Linked DNA regions of Hordeum vulgare: region 1 is linked to region 2. A link is a contact called in public Hi-C data. All regions are on one chromosome and are shown on one strand. Each heading gives the region's core, a stretch centred on a gene start, on an enhancer-like site or on the middle of the called end of the contact. The rest is flanking DNA. Distances are from core to core; before and after follow the strand shown.

Region 1 (4,646 bases), core at 402-2,901, 240 kb after region 2:
CTTGAAGCCTTCAACTGACCTCAAAACACTGATATGGCCAACATGCTCACATACTCAAATGAAAGTAGCAAGCATTATCCATATGCAAACTGAAGGAAAATATTGGCATGCCTGGGCGTTATTTGCCTGATGATAATGGGAACCGATTTCAAACGGATAATTACATTGTTCCAAGTAATCCTCCATATTTTAATAGGCATAGACCAACAGATTTTACTGCTTCATTCAGAACTTAGAACAGATATCAATTCGCAATGAATAATCACAATGTTTGTAATAGGGAGTTCTCTTCAGGTCTTTCTGCACAAAATGTGGATTGTATTTTACTACCATAAATTTGTGTCGAAACCAAGATTATTCAAATATAAATCCAAAATTGTACCATGCATAAAAAATGTGGGGAAACAATAATATCTATCTGTTAGGATCTTAGAATATGTAGCAGTACCAAGACAACAAGGAAAACCTCGTAACTCACAACAATAAAAAAAATTAGCCAGTTATTGTAGATTTAAATTTTTATGCAAAAATTATAACATGTTTGTATGGCATATACGCATATGCTGAGAGAGGTACAGCTGATAGTGATACCTTCACTTACTTCAGGCTTTTCATGCAGATGCATCATTGTGGGAATGGATGGCCCATATATATCAGCATCTAGCAAACCAACCTTGAGCTTAAACTCCTTCGCAAGTGCTACAGCAATGTTAACTGCAACAAAAAAGGTACCAGATATAAGGGGAATGTTATGGAGCAAGTACCAGATATAAGGGGAATGTGATGGAGCATCATAAGTGGTTCTTCTCGATTCAGTATAAGTTTGGTTCATGATAGTTTGGATGAAAAGCAAAGAGAGATTATGCACCTATATCACTTGGCATCTAGCTGCCCCAGGCCCTCTCCAGAACAGAACATTAGTTGAACGCCTTATTCAGAATCAAATTCTACGTCATGATAGTTAATGGGCATATCTTAGTTTGGCATCATTTCTACTTCCATGCGAATTTACAGTTTTCCTTTTCCTTTTAGAAAGTATATACAAACTCTACAATCCTAATGCATATTCCAATATACAGTACCTTACAACTCTCTGCACTGCCACTAACAAATTTGAAAAGAAGAGACCAGATTAGAACCTGCAGTGGTGGACTTGCCGACGCCGCCTTTCCCCGAGGCGACAGCAATAATGTCACTGACGCCAGTGATTGAGAGCCCGCCCTTCGCGGCGGCGCTGTAGCATCTCCTGCCACCAAGCAAACCCTGTAAAAAAGCAGGACCATGAGCACATTTCGAGAAAGCATTTCGGTGGAACGGGCATGAAATGGGCGCAAATTTGCAGCGGCCACTTGTGGGAAAATTCAATAATTTGGCAGCTGTAGGAGAAGATCTGTGGTCTCACCGAGCGAGAGGCGATCCGGAGCATCGGGAAGAAATAGGCCCGCCGGAGAGAGAACGTATGTTCTTCTTTTTCCCCTTCAGTCTTACTGGGACGGCGTGGTGGGCGGGGCCAGGGGGAGACTGGTGGTGGGCGGGAGAGGTCGCGGATTGGCTGGGTTGACGTGGGACGAGGAGTCCAGCGGCTTCAGAGGGGATCCGGTGGAGGTTGACGGCGGCGACCTTCCAGGAGGCGGCGGCGGCAGTGACGGAGGAGGGCTGTTTCGTGGGTTGGACTTGGAGGGCTGAGGGTGAGGGACCCGCGGCTTGGGCCATATGGGCCGATCCTCGTGGGCCAGGCCGCGGGCACATAATTTCACAGTCGTGCTTCCGGTTTCTCCGTTTCCGGTTGTTTTTTCTGGTTTTCGTTTTTTTAGTTTTGATTTTTTTTTTCTGTTTCCAGTTTTTCTATTTCCGGGTTTTCAAGTTTTTTTAGGAAAAAAATTCTGTCTAAACCTATTAATATGGGATCTAGATTTAAAGTTCTCGACGTGAAAAACACAAAAATGAATACAGCTTGTGATTTGAACGCACGATTCTAAATATAAAACGTATTGATAGATGAATGGATGAAAAAAAACATAAAACACACACGCAACAACAAGTGTCATACAAACAAGTGCGTCATTTGTCAACACGAGTGGGAGTGAAAGTGAACTTTGTGAGAGGCACCCTCTAACTAGTTATATGGATGAAAAACTAGCACAAATTTGCTGCAATTCTCATGGAGAATCAAAGCATGTGTTTCCTACACATTCACCTTTTTCTCATTGAAGAAAGTATTCGATAGCTTTAGTAAAGAGCGTGTGCAGAGATATGGCAAATTAGCGAAAGAAGCAGTTAACACCGTTAGGCCCTGTTTGGAATCATAATAGATTATGATAATCTGAATTATGAAGATAGATATATAATCTGGTTTATAAACATAATCTAGGTGGACATGTTTGAAGGCCAGATTATATAAACTGTAATTCAGGTTTTACATTGCATAATGACCTGTCTGTCCTCTGTTTTTTTTTAAAAAGAGGAGGGTGGCGGTGGTAGGAATGTAATTATCTCCAACTTTACAAGGCTAATGAGTCATTAGCAATCCATAATCTGATTTTAGCTGGTATAGAGTAGATTATGAGTTTTTAATAATCTATCCATCTAGTTTTTATAATCTACACCATAAGTTGTCCTGTTTGGAGACAGAATAGATTATAAAAACTGAATTATATAATCTGGGTGGTTCCAAACAGGGCCTTAATGCGATCACTTTTCATGCATTTCCGACGCGCACGTACCGAAATGTATGTGTGCGCGTTTCGAGGTAGCATTGTATTGGAGCTTTGTGTTGGGTAACGTAGCATAAATTCAAAAAATTTCCTACGCATGTTCAGATCTTTCTATGGAGAGACCAGCAACGAGAGAGGGGTAAGAGCATCTTCGTACCTTTGAAGATCGCTAAGCGGAAGCGTTGCTAGAACGCGGTTGATGGAGTCGTACTCGCGGCGATTCCGATCTAGTGCCGAACAACGGCACCTCCGCGTTCAACACACGTGCAGCCCGGTGACGTCTCCCGCACCTTGATCCAGCAAGGAGGAGGGAGAGGTTGGGGAAGAAGTCCAGCAACACGACGGCGTGGTGTCGGTGGAGAGACGAGGTCTCCTGGCACGGCTTCGCCAAGCGCCGGCAGAGAGGAGGAGGGAGAGGAGCAGGGCTGCGCCGAGAGAGAGATTAAACCGTGTCTCCAACAGCCCCGAGTCCTTATCTATTTATAGGAGGAGGGGGAAGGGCTGCGCCACCCCTAGGGTTCCCTCCCTAGGGACCGGCGGCCACCAGATGGGAGAGGGGGGCGGCGGCTAGGGTGGGAGAGGTGTGGCGCACCACCTGGTGGGCCTAAGGCCCACCTGCGCGTAGGGTTGCCCCCTCTCCCCACCACTTGCACATTGGGCTGGGTGTGGGAGGCGCACCAGCCCACCTAGGGGCTGGTTCCCTCCCGCACTTAGCCCATCTAGCCTCTTGGGGTCGTTGCCCCCCTTCGGTGGTTCCCCGGGACCACCTCCGGTGGTCCCGGTGGTCCCGGGACGTTACCGGTGACGCCCGAAACAATTCCGGTGTCCAAAACCATCCGTCCTATATATCAATCTTTACCTCCGGACCATTCCGGAGCTCCTCGTGACGTCCGGGATCTCATCCGGGACTCCGAACAACTTTCGGTAACCTCGTACAACAATTCCCTATAACCCTAGCGTCATCGAACCTTAAGTGTGTAGACCCTACGGGTTCGGGAGACAGGCAGACATGACCGAGACACCTCTGTGGCCAATAACCATCAGCGGGGTCTGGATACCCATGGTGGATCCCACTAGCTCCACGATGATCTCATCGGATGAACCACGATGCCAAGGATTCAATCAATCCCGTATATGATTCCCTTTGTTTGTCGGTATAGAACTTGCCCGAGATTCGATCGTCGGTATACCTATACCTTGTTCAATCTCGTTACCGGTAAGTCTCTTTACTCGTTCCGTAGCACGTCATCGTGTGACTAACTCCTTAGTCAAATTGAGCTCATGATGATGTTCTATCGAGTGGGCCCAGAGATACCTCTCCGTCACACGGAGTGACAAATCCCGATCTCGATTCGTGCCAACCCAACGGACACTTTCGGAGGTACCCGTAGTGCACCTTTATAGTCATCCAGTTACGTTGTGACGTTTGATACACCCAAAGCACTCCTACGGTATCCGGGAGTTGCATAATCTCACGGTCGAAGGAAAAGATACTTGACATTAGAAAAGCATTAGCATACGAACAATACGATCTAGTGCTAGGCTTAGGATTGGGTCTTGTCCATCACATCATTCTCCCAATGATGTGATCCCGTTATCAACGACATCTAATGCCCATGATCAGGAAACCATGATCATCTATTGACTAACGAGCTAGCCAACTAGAGGCTTGCTAGGGACACATTGTGATCTATTCATTCACACATGTATTACTGTTTTCTGTTAATACAATTATAGCATGAACGATAGACGATCATCATGAACAAGGAAATATGATAATAACCATTTTATTATTGCCTCTAGGGTATATTTCCAACACTTTGGACCGTAGCTAATTCCCGGCGCCGCAACTGTAATACTATATTTGTACAGCTTTAGCATTAAATTTACGAGATTTATTTTACAATCGAGAAAGTACATCCCTAAGAGCAA
Region 2 (4,208 bases), core at 46-2,545:
CCATCAAGTATTTTTATGCGAGCTTTAGACTGCTCGCACATCTTTTTTATAAACTCCCCTTTGCGGCCAATGATAGCACCCACCTTCTGGGCTGGGACCAGTATACGGAAAACGCTATCTCCTGGCCAACCTGGCCATCTCTTATCCTCGCCCTCTACCTGCAGGCTTTCCTGCTGCTTCACTTGCCCATTGTATGCATTCTCTTCCTGGCACGGGCTTACTGGTTCATCATTGTACTGAGTTTCTGGTTCTTCGCTGAGCAGATTAGCTTGCACCTCATTGTACGCATTCCCAGCTCCTTCATATTGGTTTGCAGGCTCTTCTTCGTTGTATGGGTTACCAGGCTCTTCATTATACTGTTCTGTGTTGTCGTACGAGTTGAGTCGTTCTTGGTCGTAAAGATTCTGAGGGAGTTCATCAATGCCATGTTCCGTGAAATTCTCTTCATCCATAATTTTCTGTTGACACAAAGTAAAAGGATTACATAAAAAACCGCCACAGGCACCACTGAATTTTAAGGCACAACATATAGAATTCAAAATCTGCAGCAGGAACGCGTCTGTCTTTCTTCATACGCATGACTCGTGACGCAAGGCCCAGGCTGTAAATGTGGCTAGCAAGCAGGCACCATTTTATTAGACGCTCCCTGAACGCATACATGACTCTACCAACCTTGATTTAGAACATTTATATGCGACAACAGGAATTGTACCTACCAAGCAAACAGCAACTGGGTTCCAGGTCCAATCGACCATAGGAACCGCACCCTTTCCCCCCAAACCCACTTCAAAAGCACCCATGCCTTGCCATGACCCCAAACAGAGCCCAAGCCGCGTCCCCCAGATCAGCGCAGGGCACACGGGCCGCCATACAGCAAACCCTACTAAACCCTAAGCGCGCCGCAACCCCCGAACCTCGCTCGCCTCGACGTAGGGGCTAAAACTGAAACCAGGTCTCGATTCTCCGGCCCCGCGGAGCTCGGAATTGGCGAAACCTCCGCCGCCCTCCCACCAACCACGGGGGCGCGTCAGCGAGAGCACGGAAGGGGCGAGGAGATCGTGTTACCTGACAGAGGGGGAGGGGGAGGGGAGGGGAGGAGGCGGCGGCCGGCGGGGGGTGCGGCGAGGAAGCCGCGGAGGCCGGCGAGGGGCGGAGGAGGAGCGGAAGGGAGGACGACGGCAGCGGATTTGGGGTGTGGGGGAGGGGGGAGGGGAGCTCGTGCAGATGGTGGAGCGCTTTATCGCGATATCGCGACTCGTCCAGTACTCGAACGGAGAGCCGTCCGCGGTCCATACAGAGTTCTGTACTCGTGCCAGCAACTCCAATCGCGCTGCCTATTTGGTCCGCGCGTGACACCGTACAAGAACAATGACCCAGCGCATCGACATAAATCTAAATGATGTTTATTTCACGGGGTGTTTCTTTCCAGGGATTTTTTGGTGTAGGGATTAAAAAAAAGTCCCTTTTAGTCCCATGTGAAAGAAACAGGAGGGACTTTTAGGGACTAAAAGGGGGTATTTTGGACTAAAGAAAAAAGTCCCTATGGGAGGGACTTTTTCGGACTTTTTGGACTCTTTTTCCAACAATGCCCCTACTTTTAGCATGTTATTTAATAACTTCTAGTGTATTACTAGGGGTAACATGGTCTTTTTGCATGTCATTTAATGACCTTTAGTCCATGTTTAGTCCTTGGAAAGAAACGGGTAGGGACTAGAGACTTTTTAGTTGGGACTAAAAAAAGTCCTAGGACTTTTTAAAGAAATAGGGCCTCAGACTTAAATTTAGGTCGGAGTTGCGTTCTCGCTGACATGAACAGACGCGCCTCGGTCCTTTTCGTGTCCCTCGCGGATCCACCAATCGGCCGGACAACCACCGCTCTTGGGCCCGCCTGACAGTGGCTGAAAATTGCCGATCATCGTCTTTTTAATCGACACGTGCGGCGGGGCCGGCTTCATCCACTTCTCCTCCCGTCCCCATTGGCCACATTTGCTCCCCTGCCGACGACTAGAAATCCTAGACCTAGCCGGCTCCCACCACCGTATGCCATGGGTTTTTCGGTAAAGGAAAGGTCAAGCTCACCGTTAGCGTTAGCTCGTCCCGGACATCGACGACACCTTGCTGCGGTGCGCCACGGGAACATGAGCGCCTATGCATTTCCGTCCACCAAGCAAGGTGGTAGTGACAATACAGGCAGACCCTTCTGTATCCATATGTCAACCTCCCGTCTGATTGGCATCTAGATCCCCACCGCATTCTTGTGGCGACGATGCCCCGGTCCGTGCACGTGCGCTCGACCGAGGAGGTGCGCAGGCTGTTCCCCGATCCGCGGGCGCGCACACAGAGGAGGTGCGTCGGTGGCGCGAGCTGCTGAGCCCCGACCAGAGGCGACATCCAGCCTACACAACCGACTCCCCAAATTGGGAAGTTTGGTTCGCCATGGACCACGAGCAGGAGCGCCTCAATGGCGTCTGGCTTGATCATGTCGTCCCATCACCGCCCCATGAGGTGAAGCCAGAGGAGCAGGAGGAGGAGGTTGTCTACCACGCCGCCCCCGAGGAGGCTTTGGCCCACGCCATCGAGGAGAGCAGGCGCGACGAAGGTGCGCACCGGGAGGGCCTTGAGGAGGCCCTCACACTGTCCGTAGCGGGCGACTGCATCCTACCTCCTCATCCTCATCCGTCGGCGCCTCCGACGCTTCCCAAGCCCAAGGTCAAGGCGGAAAAGCCCCAGCCGGAGCGCTACAAGTGGACTGGACAACTCCGAGAGTGGGTGTCTGCGCCTCTCATCTAGCTTGGCGCCACGTCGGAGGAGGAGGCGGTCTATTTCCTGCACTGGAAGACGCGCGCGCTGCCGGAGGAGCGTGCCTAGGTTGAGACGCAGATGGAATTTGAGCATCATTGGGCGTTGGAGGAGGAGGAGGAGCGTCAGGAAAAGGAGACGGGTGAGTGAGCCCTACAGCTTGCGCCCTAGCCAAAGACGCTGATCGGGCCTCGGAGACGGCGTTCCTATGGGCTAGGCCGGCACCGAGCTCATCGACCTCACCACCCCCAACGAGAATGAGGATGACGACGTCTAGGGCAGTCCATGCGGCGACGACCTTTTTTCATGTTTAGTTATGTTTAATTAACGTTATGTGTACTTGGACCTGCTTTTGACCGATGTGTTCTAATGCTAAATTATCGTTGTTTCGGCAGTCTCGTTATTTTAAGTCCGCGTTTGAAGTTTGGTTCGGGCCTATATTGGATGAACGAGTCGATCCATTTGTAAAACTGGACAGTAGTATCCGCTCGGCTCACCCAAACAGACAAAACACGCGTCTGTTTGAGTCGTTTTGTGAAGTTGCTCTGAGTTCAAGAAAAAAATGGGTTATGTACTCCTCGGGTCCTTTTATGCTATGAAGTAAAAAATTATAAAATTTAACCATATTTAAATGAAAAATATCGACACTCACAATACATAAGGTTGTGCAACATGAAAATTAAAACACTGCTTTTAATGTTCATCCTCGAAGAAGAAACAACATCCCTATTAGATGTTTTTTCCCATGAAGAGCTCATGCAAAAGAGGTAATTGGATTGTATAACGGAAGTATTAGTTGTTGAAATATGAGATGGGCTTATGGCCCATGAGAAAATTTCAGAAATCTCTAAGGGCCCAGGTAGGTGGCGGTATGACAAGGGATGGTGGGAAGTCCAGTTCCACCCCATTAGTGGTGAAGGAGTTGGATTCCTTTATAAGAGTCTCTCTACTAAATGTTATTGGAACATGAGAATAGAAGAGGCCCTCGCGCACTCCTCCGCCGTCGCCCACCTTGCCACGCCACGCCTCGTCACGACGCGTTGCGGGTTGCGGGAATGAGCCGAGCCGAGCTCATACCTACGCGCTTATTTTTGTCGATCGGGAATAGAGAATACGTAACGGACGGGCTGAGACGTCAGATCGTGGGTTGTTACCAACTCGGGCGTGGGTCCAGCCCACGTCTCTCCACCCGGTCAGACTATATAAGAGAGGCTAATGCCAACCCCTAGCCGTCATGAGATCAGATCGCCTCTGCCTCCACGAGCTCGCTCCTTTGCTGTTGCTGCCGCCGGCAACTCCATCCCGTTCACCGCGTACATGGTCGACGGGAGAGCAGGCCTCCGCAACCTCGCCTCTCCGAATCATGTGTGCGAGAGGGGCAATTAGGTTTTTGGGTAGCGACTACGCGA

The links. A called contact is a pair of places that touch in the nucleus more often than the background predicts.
Region 1: a Hi-C map of seedling shows a contact between it and region 2, with 4 times the contacts expected there. The contact joins the promoter of LOC123447725 here to the promoter of LOC123447724 in region 2. A contact is called at or near these places in 1 of 6 Hi-C or Micro-C datasets (seedling) and 1 of 1 datasets of contacts at active chromatin or transcription factors (embryo).

The regions. Positions count from the first base shown.
Region 1 is chr4H:32,233,400-32,238,045 of MorexV3_pseudomolecules_assembly, forward strand. LOC123447725 (iron-sulfur protein NUBPL) reads right to left here and starts at 1,652. Exons shown (of 8, transcript XM_045124366.1): 1 at 1,403-1,652; 2 at 1,140-1,263; 3 at 592-714. The coding sequence starts at 1,426.
Region 2 is chr4H:31,989,083-31,993,290 of MorexV3_pseudomolecules_assembly, forward strand. LOC123447724 (flowering locus K homology domain-like) reads right to left here and starts at 1,296. Exons shown (of 7, transcript XM_045124363.1): 1 at 1,066-1,296; 2 at 1-458. The coding sequence starts at 1,293.